2 separate regions of the Athene noctua genome follow, and region 1 is linked to region 2. The links are chromatin contacts, called in public Hi-C maps. All regions are on one chromosome and are shown on one strand. Each heading gives the region's core, a stretch centred on a gene start, on an enhancer-like site or on the middle of the called end of the contact. The rest is flanking DNA. Distances are from core to core; before and after follow the strand shown.

What was found. A called contact is a pair of places that touch in the nucleus more often than the background predicts.
Region 1: a contact with region 2 is called in a Hi-C map of heart, with 4 times the contacts expected there. The contact joins the promoter of TST here to the promoter of EIF3D in region 2. A contact is called at or near these places in 2 of 2 Hi-C or Micro-C datasets (heart and liver).

Annotation. Positions count from the first base shown.
Region 1 is chr3:29,265,659-29,271,556 of bAthNoc1.hap1.1, forward strand. It overlaps TST (thiosulfate sulfurtransferase), which reads right to left and starts at 4,185. Exons shown (of 2, transcript XM_074902442.1): 1 at 3,513-4,185. The coding sequence starts at 4,107. MPST (mercaptopyruvate sulfurtransferase) reads left to right here and starts at 4,199. Exons shown (of 4, transcript XM_074902440.1): 1 at 4,199-4,329; 2 at 4,825-5,477. The coding sequence starts at 4,883.
Region 2 is chr3:29,035,209-29,040,435 of bAthNoc1.hap1.1, forward strand. EIF3D (eukaryotic translation initiation factor 3 subunit D) reads right to left here and starts at 3,850. Exons shown (of 15, transcript XM_074902420.1): 1 at 3,739-3,850; 2 at 3,221-3,354; 3 at 2,843-2,888; 4 at 2,314-2,450; 5 at 2,130-2,215; 6 at 1,574-1,646; 7 at 1,325-1,437; 8 at 1,022-1,154; 9 at 280-427; 10 at 1-31. The coding sequence starts at 3,343.

The DNA of each region.
Region 1 (5,898 bases), core at 2,935-5,434, 230 kb after region 2:
ATGACTGATTTTTGACACATATTTGGGATGGAGATTGTCTGCCTCACAGATTTGAGCACTTGAATATCTTTTGGTTATACACCCTCTTTAGAAATGTTCATTTCCACTTCTTTCCCCTTCTTCTTGCTACCCCTTCCCCCTACTCTGCAGATTTATTCTCAGGAGATATAAAAAACAACAACAGCACAGACTCAGTATAATTCTGAGCCTGTATATAAATAATCTTTCATCTGGAATCCCTGCTAACTGCATAGCAACCCTATTTACTCTTTCCCTCCTTGTTCTCTTTTTATTCACTTTGCTCTGGACGTTTCTGTTATTTGCTTTAATTCCCTTTGCCAAGTCTCACCCAGCTTGGCTTCTGGCAATCCTCTCTCACAATTTGTAACCTATAATATGTTATCTTCTTTACTGCTTAATTCCCTTTTCCACATCTGTTGAGATTCTCTGATTAAATATATATATATATATATTTTGCTGGCTATTTATCTAGCTAAGACTACAGCCCCTTCTCTCTAGCCCCTTTGTGACGAAAGCTCCATATGGAATTTCTTAACACCAAAAAGATGAAAGATGTGCTTTGTCCACATTTAACTCCCCATGGTCTTGGGGTTGGCTGGCTGCAGATAGCTGTTCCTTTCCAAATGCCTCCTCTGTTGCCTTCTTTTTTATCTTTCTCCTCCATTCAAATTGTACGCCTTGGAAGGGACCCTTATCTCACCTAACCTACCGTGAATTCATTGGAAGGAACACTTTAAACTTGGTCCTGGCCAGCTCCCTGAGAGTCCTCGCAGTCTGATCAATAGGCCTTTGCCACCAATGTCAAAATACTGTGTGTGTATACAGCCAGAAGAGTCAACTGTAAGAACCAGCAGGGCCATGGTGCTAATTCTGGCAGCTGATGTTTGTCAGCCTTGTCATATGAACAGTCAGCTTTGGATTGTAGGTTCCTGTGGATTGAAACAGATTTCGATAAGGTCTCTCACTATGTTGTGCCTTGAGTATTACTTCATGGTCAAAGTAGAGTCAGTCCACTCTCAGCTGCAGACTCCATTTGGAGAAGAGAAGGAAGAAGCAGTAACATTTCATTCTCACTCCCACTGCCACTGAACATTCAATATGAGCAAAAGCTTTATGTTTGGGGCAGAGAGGACTGAGAGCTGGCAAAATGGGCAAAATGGGCAAAACCTTAAGAGTATGTGCAAGGGAGACAAGGATACTCAGGGCCAGCATTATTAACCATCATGTAATTATTTTTATCACCGGCCCCAGGATTGCTTGGGATTGTCTCAGTTCAGGCTGGTTCCATAGACCTGCACCCTGCAGCGCCTAAGTAAGCAGGCCCTTGCAGAATGTGGTTGGGCCATTGCTGAATCACAGCTAGTGAGTAGGCTTGAGTCACTAGTTCCTCCAGAAACGCAGCACTGTGCAGGGACACCTTTAATCACTCAGTGCATAGGTCAGGGCTGCACATCTGATGGGCTTATGCTGCACACCATGCATGAACATCCAAGCTTTTTTATGCAAAGCAATACCTGCATTTAAGACCTATGAGATCTGGCTTATAGAAATGCCATCCATTTTTCTCCACCCTGGTAACCTGGGTAAACCTCTCCCAGCAACTAAAAATTAGCAGTATATTACAGCTTATTTTAAACACTACAGAGGTCTAAATCCCACCAAAGTAGCTGCTGTGTAAAAATAAAACAGGGACAACTAATTCTTAGCACAATGAACCGAAAAACTAAAGAGGCAAAAGAGTCAGCTGAAATTAGCCTCTTCTAGAGATGGAGTTCATGGAACTGGAGAGATTAATTAACTTAATTAGGAAGTCAAGAGCTGAGACAATAATTAAACTGAAATCATCTTAAAACCATTCTTCTTCTCTAAATTGCATGCAGCATTTCTCCTCACTGACTGGATGACCCCTGTAATTAATCAGCATTGATTTCAAATTGCTCTTTTAGGTGTAAGCACTGCCTTTTACCCACTGTTAGCTGTAGCACAGCTACTGGCCAGTCTGATTCAGAAGGCTGTCAAGCTTCTCTGGAACAAGCAGCTGCAGCTGGAGTGCTTATCCTGTTGGATCTGCTGTGGGAAGCAAAACTGGACCACCACAAACTGTTCCATGCTGACTCATTACAAAGGAAAAATCTGATTTCAAGATGCAGTCAGGGGCTGCAGTATTTTGTCACCTGGTGACAACTCCCACTTTGAGAAAGAGAATGCAAAATCCACCTATTCCTAGTGAGGAGTGTTTTATTCACATCATGAGGTTAAATTCAACCTTTGCTTTGATGGTAAAGAAACAGTATGAGCGGTAACTCTCCCTGCAAGTCTCTGTCACTCCCGTTACCTCTCTCACGTTCCACATCGTCATGGAGGGGCTCACTTGTAGACACTTATGCAAACCATGTGTACATAGTCATTTACAGCCAAACACCCCTGAGGTTTGGACACAGGAATTTATTTCAGGACATGGTGTCACACTCAGTGGCTGTGCAGCAGCACACATGTAAGAAAATAGCCAGAATAAAATGACAACCAACCTGTAAGGCAGCAACACAGCACTGCCTTGGGACCGCAGAAGTCTGCCACACACCCTCTCCTGCAGTGTGGAGATCAACTCAGAACCAACAACTGTTGCTTAGCTTTTCCACACTTTGATTTTGAAACTCTGTATTTATTTTTAAACCATTTCTGTGATTCCCTTTTGGAGGACAGGTTATTCTGGGATATACCAAGGCTTAAATACCAAGGGCCTCCTTTAACAACCAACTTGAATTTCATTCCACTAACAAGATACTGCTGTACCAGCTGCCTGCATTGCACAGGACTTTTCCCACCCCTGTTGCTTGTGTGTCCAGCGTTTGACTGAGGTAACAAAATCAGGTTTTTTCTTTACTTGGAGCATCCAGAAGTGAAAGGCTGACAGTCCATACACATTTGGGATGGGTTTGGAGCTTTTCTTACTTCAGCTTGTTAGATTTAAAGGTAGAGAGCAAAAAGACAAAGATCAGCTAAAGCAAGTTCCCTATTTGCTGGGAACCTGAGCAAGAAGAAAAACATCCCTTGGGTTACTGCACTGCCTAAAACTTGGGCTTTTGCTGGTGCATTCATTATAGTGAGAGGTGTCTGTATGAATACTGATAGTTTGTGCATGTCTGTTAGTGTTAGATAGAACCCTGAACAAACCTCTGGGAGCTCTCACCTCCCGTGTTTACATTCTAGCCGATTAACTTCTGCAGGGTGTGGGATGTGGGATCCTGGAGCCAACTGACTGCAGACCTTTTTCTGCTCTCCCCTCCTGCAGCTTTACAACAACTACAAGAAAAGCATTCTATGAGGGCATTGGCATCCAAATGCTCAACTGTGGATCCCTTAAGGTAAAGCAACGTTAGGCTGACGCATGCCTGTACATTAGTAAAATCTGTTTGCTGGCTGGGAGGAGTTGTTACACTGGGACTAGTATCGGCACTCTGGTGCTGGGGGCAGGTGCTGTTCCCCACCACCTCCGTTACCTTGGTCCAGCTCGGTGCCCCGGAACCGACCTTCGGGGCGGGAATCCACCACCTGGAACTGCAGGGACCCCACGTTCTGCATCATCTCTTCAAAGGTCTTCAGCAGGGCTGTGTTGAGCTTCGCCTTAAAGACAGCCAGGGTGGGCTGGCTGACCTCCGCTGTGACAGGGTGGCCCTCCTTCACCCAGTTCTTGAAGCCGCCGTTCAGCACAGAGACCTCCTTGTGCCCAAAGGCCCGGAACATCCACCAGGCGCGGGGGGCATAGAAGGTGCCCAGCTCGTCCCCATCGTACACCACCACGTGGGTGTCGTTGCTGACCCCCAGGCGCCCCACGTAGTCGGCAAAGTGGGACTCGCTGGGCAGCATGAAGTCGTAAGGGGAGGACTGGTCCCGACATTCCTCGATGTCAAAGAAGGACGCCCCAGGAATGTGCCTCTCCTTGAACTCCTGCCGGGCATTTCGCTCCTGTGGCGGGTACCAGGAAGCATCCAGTACCCGCAGGCTCGTCCCCACCCTCCCGGCCCGCACGGCCTCCGAGAGCCATTTCGCGGTGACTAGAGCCCTGCCGAGCACCTGCGGCGCCATCTCGGATGGCCGAGGCCGGGAGGGGGCGCTGCGAAGGGCGCCGCACACACGCACAAAATGGCGGCGGCGGGGGGACGCGGGCCGGGACGCGCGACTCGAGCGGGCGGGGCGGCACCGCCCGGGACCGGCCTGCTGGGAAGGGCCCCGGCTCCCACCCCCCGGCGGCGGCCATGGCTGGCGGGGCTGAGGGAGGGTGCTGATCGACTGAGGCCCAGCACGGAGGTACGGGGAGGTGCAGTGGCCGGTCCCGCGCCTTCCCCCGCTGCTGCATGAACGGTGGCTCTGCCGGGGCTGGGGGTGTCCGGGGCGGGAAGGGTCGCAGCGGGAGGCGGCAGGGGTTAAGTCTGCGTGAGGGGTGCTAGGGGCCCGGTAAGGCCTCGGCTGCAGCTGCGCACTGGAGCGGTGGGGCAGAGTCTCCCTTGTCGTGGGGATGTGCCTCTCTCCGGCGCTTCATCTCTGGGGCTGCCCCGCTCCGCTCTTGCTGCTGTCAGCGCTGGCGGGGGGTGCAGGGGGGCAGGACTGTGCCATGGCTGTCCTGCTCGGGGCAGGGTTTGGGCTGAGCTCTGTGAAACTGTTTTCAGGGCTGGAGCCTTTCAAAGCCCTCACGTAGGCTTCAGCACCTCAGTGCAGACACAGGTCTTTAGTCTCAAAATGCATCTTTGTTCAGTGGCTTTTTCTAAGGCTGGTCTCTAATTTGTGACTTTCTTCCTCTTGCAGTCAGGTGGATTCAGGCAGACCCCAAAAATCAGGTAATCTCGGCCAGGAGTTGGGAGCAATGTCGCAACAACTCCTCTACCGTGCTCTGGTATCTGCAAAATGGCTTTCAGAAGCCATCAAGTCACAGCAAGCTGGTCTGTCCTTGAGAATCATGGATGCATCCTGGTATTTGCCAAAGATGAAGCGTGACCCGAAGCAGGAATTTGAGGAGCGCCATATCCCTGGTGCAGTTTTTTTTGATATTGACCAGTGCAGTGACCGTACTTCACCTTACGACCACATGCTGCCCAAGGCTGATGACTTTGCTGAGTATGTGGGGAAGCTGGGTGTGGGGAATGATTCACATGTTGTGGTGTATGATGGCAGCGACCAAGGTCTCTTCTCAGCGCCCCGAGTGTGGTGGATGTTTCGGGCCTTTGGACATGAAGCTGTCTCCCTTCTGGATGGTGGCCTGAAGAACTGGCAGCAAGAGGGAAATGCACTGAGCTCTGGGAAAAGCCAGGTAGCTCCCACAGAGTTCCATGCCTCTTTGGACAAGTCCCTGGTGAAAACATACGAGGACGTCTTGGATAACTTGGATTCCCACCGCTTCCAACTAGTGGACGCACGTGCTGCAGGACGGTTCCGGGGAGTAGAGCCAGAGCCCCGAGATGGTAATGTGCCTCCTGCAGGCCTAGTTTCTCGTCTCTCACAATTGGTATAATAAAAAGGGGCTTCATTTAAGGTGTCCATCAGTTTGACTCCTGTTGAGGTAATAAAGGAAAATATGGTTGTCCTTAATGGGATGGGACCTGAGGCAGTGTATCCATCTGACCTCCTCTCCTTTTCACCAGCAAGTGCAACCCTGAGAATTCCCAAGTGGGGAAACTGTATTTTTTTTCTCTTGAGGGCCTCAGGTGTAGGACATAGCTTTTGTACACCTCAGAGATACTCACTGGTCTCTTCATGTACTGGTGCTACTGTTCTCAGAAGGGCCTATTGAGGTGCTTCAGTCAGAGCCTCATCGGAATGGGTTGCTCTGATGTAGCAACTCTGAGAAGATGTTGAGGGGACAGGGAGAAAAAACAGAACTTG
Region 2 (5,227 bases), core at 2,600-5,099:
TCATTGGCTGTTTCACTCACTGTCAGGAGGTCTGTGAAGAAAACCAGACACGAGTGGTTATACTTGAGAGAGTACATCAGCTTCAGTGAGTCTCTAGCCCCACACTGGAGCAGACCAATAGTGAAGTTACCCCCACAACTAGCAAGGATACTGCAGTAATCAGATTGTTCCAGGGGTCTCAGTTTGGACACTGAGACACAGAATAAACTCAAAAAAGCCTGAAGAAAATTAGGCCCTTTAGCTACCGTGACAGAAATTTCTTTCAGGACTTTTCCTCACCAAAATCTGAATTGTCCCTCTTGTCAAAGAAAAGCTTGGATCCAACTCTCTGGACAATGATGTCCCAGGAATAGACAGAGCGAGTGCAGCTCATCAGTGTGGCCAGGATGGCATCTGTGGCAAACACATTCCCTTGGGTCTTGGCCAGCTATGGATACAGGATGAGAAAACTGTGTTTCAGCAGTAAAAACAGCGACCACTTCTTCAGCCAGGATGAGCAGTGTTAGCAAACCAGATCATTAAATTTCTTCTCCCATGCTGAGGAAGCTAGACTGGTAGGTGCACCATCAATTCCAGACAAAGCGTGAGGTACTACCCAGCAATCCAGTCCCACCCTCATCCAAACAAGGAAGTAAGCAACCTATTACAAAATGTTAATTCTGCTGGGAAAAAGACAGGGGTCCTTATTGCTGATCAGGTCACAGAGAGAAATTTCCAAGTCTTCCTCATCTCCAAAAGCAGAAACCTTAAGAACCAGGTCTCTGACACTGAAGTTTCTTTCCCAACATAGTTCAAGTACCAGTCTGTTTGCCTTTCCAGAATGACAGCTTTTCCTTGGCTAGTAGTTTTGCATTAATCTAGCTCTGCCTTGGACCTAGGAATACCAGCTAATGTTTCTTTCCCTTTGCAAGCTGGGATCTGGAACGTTTATGCCCTTAACTTTGATCTGACAGTGATAGCTGGTTTCTAACAGCATGCACTGAGAAACACTCTACTGAGTTTTACAAACCAGTAAGTGTACCTTTCGGATAACTGGGTCATCAGTAGTAGTGACGGTATGGAAGATGCGCTTAATGCTCCTCAGTAGTTTCTCATTTCTTGTTGTAATGCGGTCAAAAGCTTTGTCATAGTATTCTAGGGCTCCACAGCACTCTCTGCAGAGGTAAGAGGAGGACCATCTTGACATCCTCACCACAGATACCACCACCCACAAACTGCACAGGACCCCTCCGCCGCTTTGGGCACCTCAATGAGAACATCTTGCCCTCCTGCTTTCCAAAAATCTGGTCAGTTCAGGAAGCAAACAGCTGTTTTAGGAACTCACATGTCCTGTGGCTCAGACACCTCCAGGTAGCGCATCTTCATCAGCCGAGGGAAATCCATCTCTTCCTTCACCTCCCAATCACTGCGAACTTCAACAGAGGAGTCACGAGGCTTCTGCTGTGCAGTCAGAGGTAGGACAGGTAAGAGAAATGGAGCCAGAGCACATCAGGATTTGTGCAAGAGGAGTTGCTCTGTGAGCACAGCCAGAAAAACTGAACCAACACAGAGGGCAGAGAGCTTGCTTGTTTACCTGTGATTTTTGGTCCCATTTCTGCCTCACTCCAAACTGCTTCTGAAACTTCTTCTGTAGGCGCAGACGATCTCTAAAATGGCAAAAGTGAGAAAAGTCATGAAGACAAGTTCTCGATTCCTATGCGCCACAACCATTCCTACGCTTCCAAATTACCACCAGAGAAGCAATGCTTTTCGGCACCAAGCTGCCGAAGCATTTGCTAAGCCATCTGCTGATCAAGATGTCCGAGGCATTAAAAGCTCTGTCAGCTCTTTAAATATTTTAATCTCTAAAGATTGTAATGGCAGTTTTCAGACAAGTATATGCTCTGCTTTAAATCACCATGCTTACTTTCTAAATAAGATTCAAAAATTCTTCTAAATTCTCAGATAGCGGTTTGAAATCCACGCTTGTAACTTCTGCTGACATCAGCACAACAAACTTGAAATATCCTGAAATTCTTCTTTGCTGACTGTTTGCTCTAGTGAGTTCTGTTACACTAATGTCATACATTTATCAACAGTATGTTCACACACTCCAACCCAAGTATGGTATGCTCATATCTGCAGCCTACCTCTCCTTCTGCTTGGCACTCTTTGGCAGTGTCTGCATGCTGAACTGCAGCATGTTCCGACGGTCCTTGTCTCTCCGAAGGTTCCTCTGCAGACACGAAGGAAGAAAAAACCCAACATTTCAGCTGCAAAGTAATTCTGTGCTGCTGAAGCTCTCCTTTGAGCCTGTTTCTGAAAACACACTACCTGTGCAAATCGCATACGATTCCTCTGGTACGCTGTTTTCTGCGTTCGTGCTGTATCCACCAGCTGGAAGCTAGTCTCATCCTCCTCATGGAAATATGCATATTGACTTCCGCCACCAAACTGCGACGAGTACTTGTCTGGAAACAAATCAAAGCATCTCGACACCAAGCTTCTAGAAAAAGGACCCTGACACTTTGCCTCCTCCCTCAAAATTCCCTCCAACTGCTTTCACCTAAGTCTGATGCATAAACCAGCACTACTGGTTTACACCAGCATGTTCTCTTCCCCTCCACGCCTACCCCAAAAGTCCTAATCATAAGACAGTACAAAAATCAGGAGTAAGCCCTAAGTACAGGGAGAGCCTGACAGAGCTCTCACAGGGGCGAGGCCCGCTTCATAATTTAAGAAGCCTCTCTTGCTGAGGCTCGCAGGTAACCACCAGAGCGGGTGTGAGACATGAAAGCAGGAATGCTGCTTGAACAAAAATTTAGGAAACAAACCACAGGAAGAGCCACCAGACGACACATACTTGTATATCTTTTATCCTGGTAAGTGGCTCCTGTCCAATCAGCCACCTGAGGACAAGCATAAACAGTCAAAATAAGTGAGTATTAACATGACACTTCCCCCACCACCTCTGACTTTATACGTGCAGGACTTCAAGCAACAGAAGCTAACACTGCTGTATGCTTCAAAACTAATACTTTTAAACTCTCAACTTCACTTGCCAGCCCTGCTAATTATTCAGAGCTGTGCTATATGCTAGGACGCACTGCAAAGCATGCCAGACGAGCAGCCACAGTAATAAGAAGCAAAGGCCAGTGGCAGCGTGCAAGGGGAAGGATGCCAGAAGGCACACAGGACTCGTTCAGCAGCAGCCCAACGCGCCATGGCACGATGAAAATACCTTTCCGAGGCGGTCTCCTTTACTGAAGGGCTGGTAGGGCATGTCCCTGAACTGCTCGGGGACGGCGCACGGGCCCCAGCCGGAAGGATTGTCCTGGATCACAGGTGTCACAAACTTCGCCATTTCTTAAACTTCTATAAGGTAGAAAAAGGGAAAAAATTCCCAAACCCTCAGCTGCCGCACGGCGAACCCCGCCGCACGCCGTGACACCCGCTGCAGTGGGGCACCCTGCGGGGACCGCGGCCTTGCCCCGGCGCAGGCCAGGGCACAGTGCCACCACAAGGGGAGGCCGGGGAGACCACCTCCGCCAGATCGGCCCGCACGGAGGGGAGCGGCCGGGGCGGGACGGGAAGTCCCGGTCGCCGCTGCCACCGTGTGCGTGTAGGGGGAGGGGTGGGGACCCGGCCCCCACCAGAACCGAGGGCTGCGCCGGGGCGGGGCCGGGGGTCCCGATGCCCGCGGGCGAGCGGCAGAAGGACAGGAGGCTGACCTTGGAGCAGCCCCAGCGGCCTCCTCACCTGCACCACCCCGTCACAGCCCCGATGACAGCGGATACGGTAGCGGCGGGCGAGGAAAAGGGCCTCGCGCACCGTCGGCCTGCCCCGTCCACGTCAGCGTCACGCGACAAGAGCGCCGCCAAGTACCGCTGTCGTAAAATTAAAAAAAAAAAAATAATCACAAAACACTAAGCGGCGTGGAGCGCGGCTGCCGTAAAGCGCCCCCCTAGAGTACGCAGTACGTCACGGCCATAGAGCTGCGGGAGGGGTGGGCTAGGAGGGAGCGGCTCGCGCAGGGGCGTACCAGTGTCTCTATGATCCATCCCGCCGCAGGCCGAGCGCGCCGGTGGGCCCGGGCCGAGGCGGTGGCCATGCCTCGTCCCCTGACCACGGCATTCGTAGCAGCCGGAGTTTCTTTACGCGTTCGGCTTCGTGGCCGGGGGCGTTAGAGCCGCCTGTCCCCACTGCTGAGGGGCCGCGGGGTGCCGGCGCGGTGGGGAGGGCGTAGGGGCCCACGCACTCCGTGGAGCTGCGTTCTGTGTGACCTGTGCACGGGTCGAGTTGGTTTGCCTCCTGTTTTGCTGTGCCTTCTGTCATGATGCTATTATTTAATGAGATTTCCCTCCATCTTAATTAGTACTTAACAACAAAAACGTGTAGGAGTGGAAAGAGAGTGATGTTAATGATAGTAAATTGGCCCCATTGATTAAAAAGCTTGGGTTCGACTTTCAAGTAGAAAACCTGTGGTGACACATGACAAAACCATTCAGTTTGTACCTGGTTGTCATGAAGAGGAAGAAAACATCTTCTCTGTCTGCTGGAAGTGTGGCAGAGCATGGCAGCTCAAACAACAGTGAGGTGTCAGAAATACCTTCTCCAGTGGTAATGATGATTAAACTTACTACAAATGTGGGACTTCTCTTAGTGGAAATATTTAAGCCTACAGTAGGCAGATGTCTGCTGGGAACAGTTTTGGTGTAAATGACTTGCCTAATAGCAGCAGGATGGGGTAGGTTGTCTAACAAATTTCTTCCTGTCTATTCTCTACTCTCTTGATGATAACTTAGGCTTCATGACCACATAAAGGACTGCCCAATCTCAGTAATAGGTTTTTGCTCTTTGGAGGAACTGGAATTCAAACTATCTGGCCTAAAATAATGTATCAGAAGAACACTGATCCTCAATAAAATAAGGTTTTAACTACTAGTGTGCAGTCCCTGTCTGGTTGTGCCAGGTTGCTCTACAGAGGTGAGATGGAGTTACTGTCAAATTTGGTACGTAAATTCCTGTTTTTCACAGATAAAAATGGAGATAGAAGTTAAGAGATTTATGACTTTGATAGAGAACAGACTTAGAGGGCTCTGGACAAGAAGTGTATCAATAAAGTGTATCAACATGTCAGGACAGGAAACATGACTTAATGCATGACTTAATTTTCTCACACAGCCTCTTGAAATAAAAATACGTTCCAAATGATGCAATGGTTTTGTAGAAAAGCAGGTACTTTTCA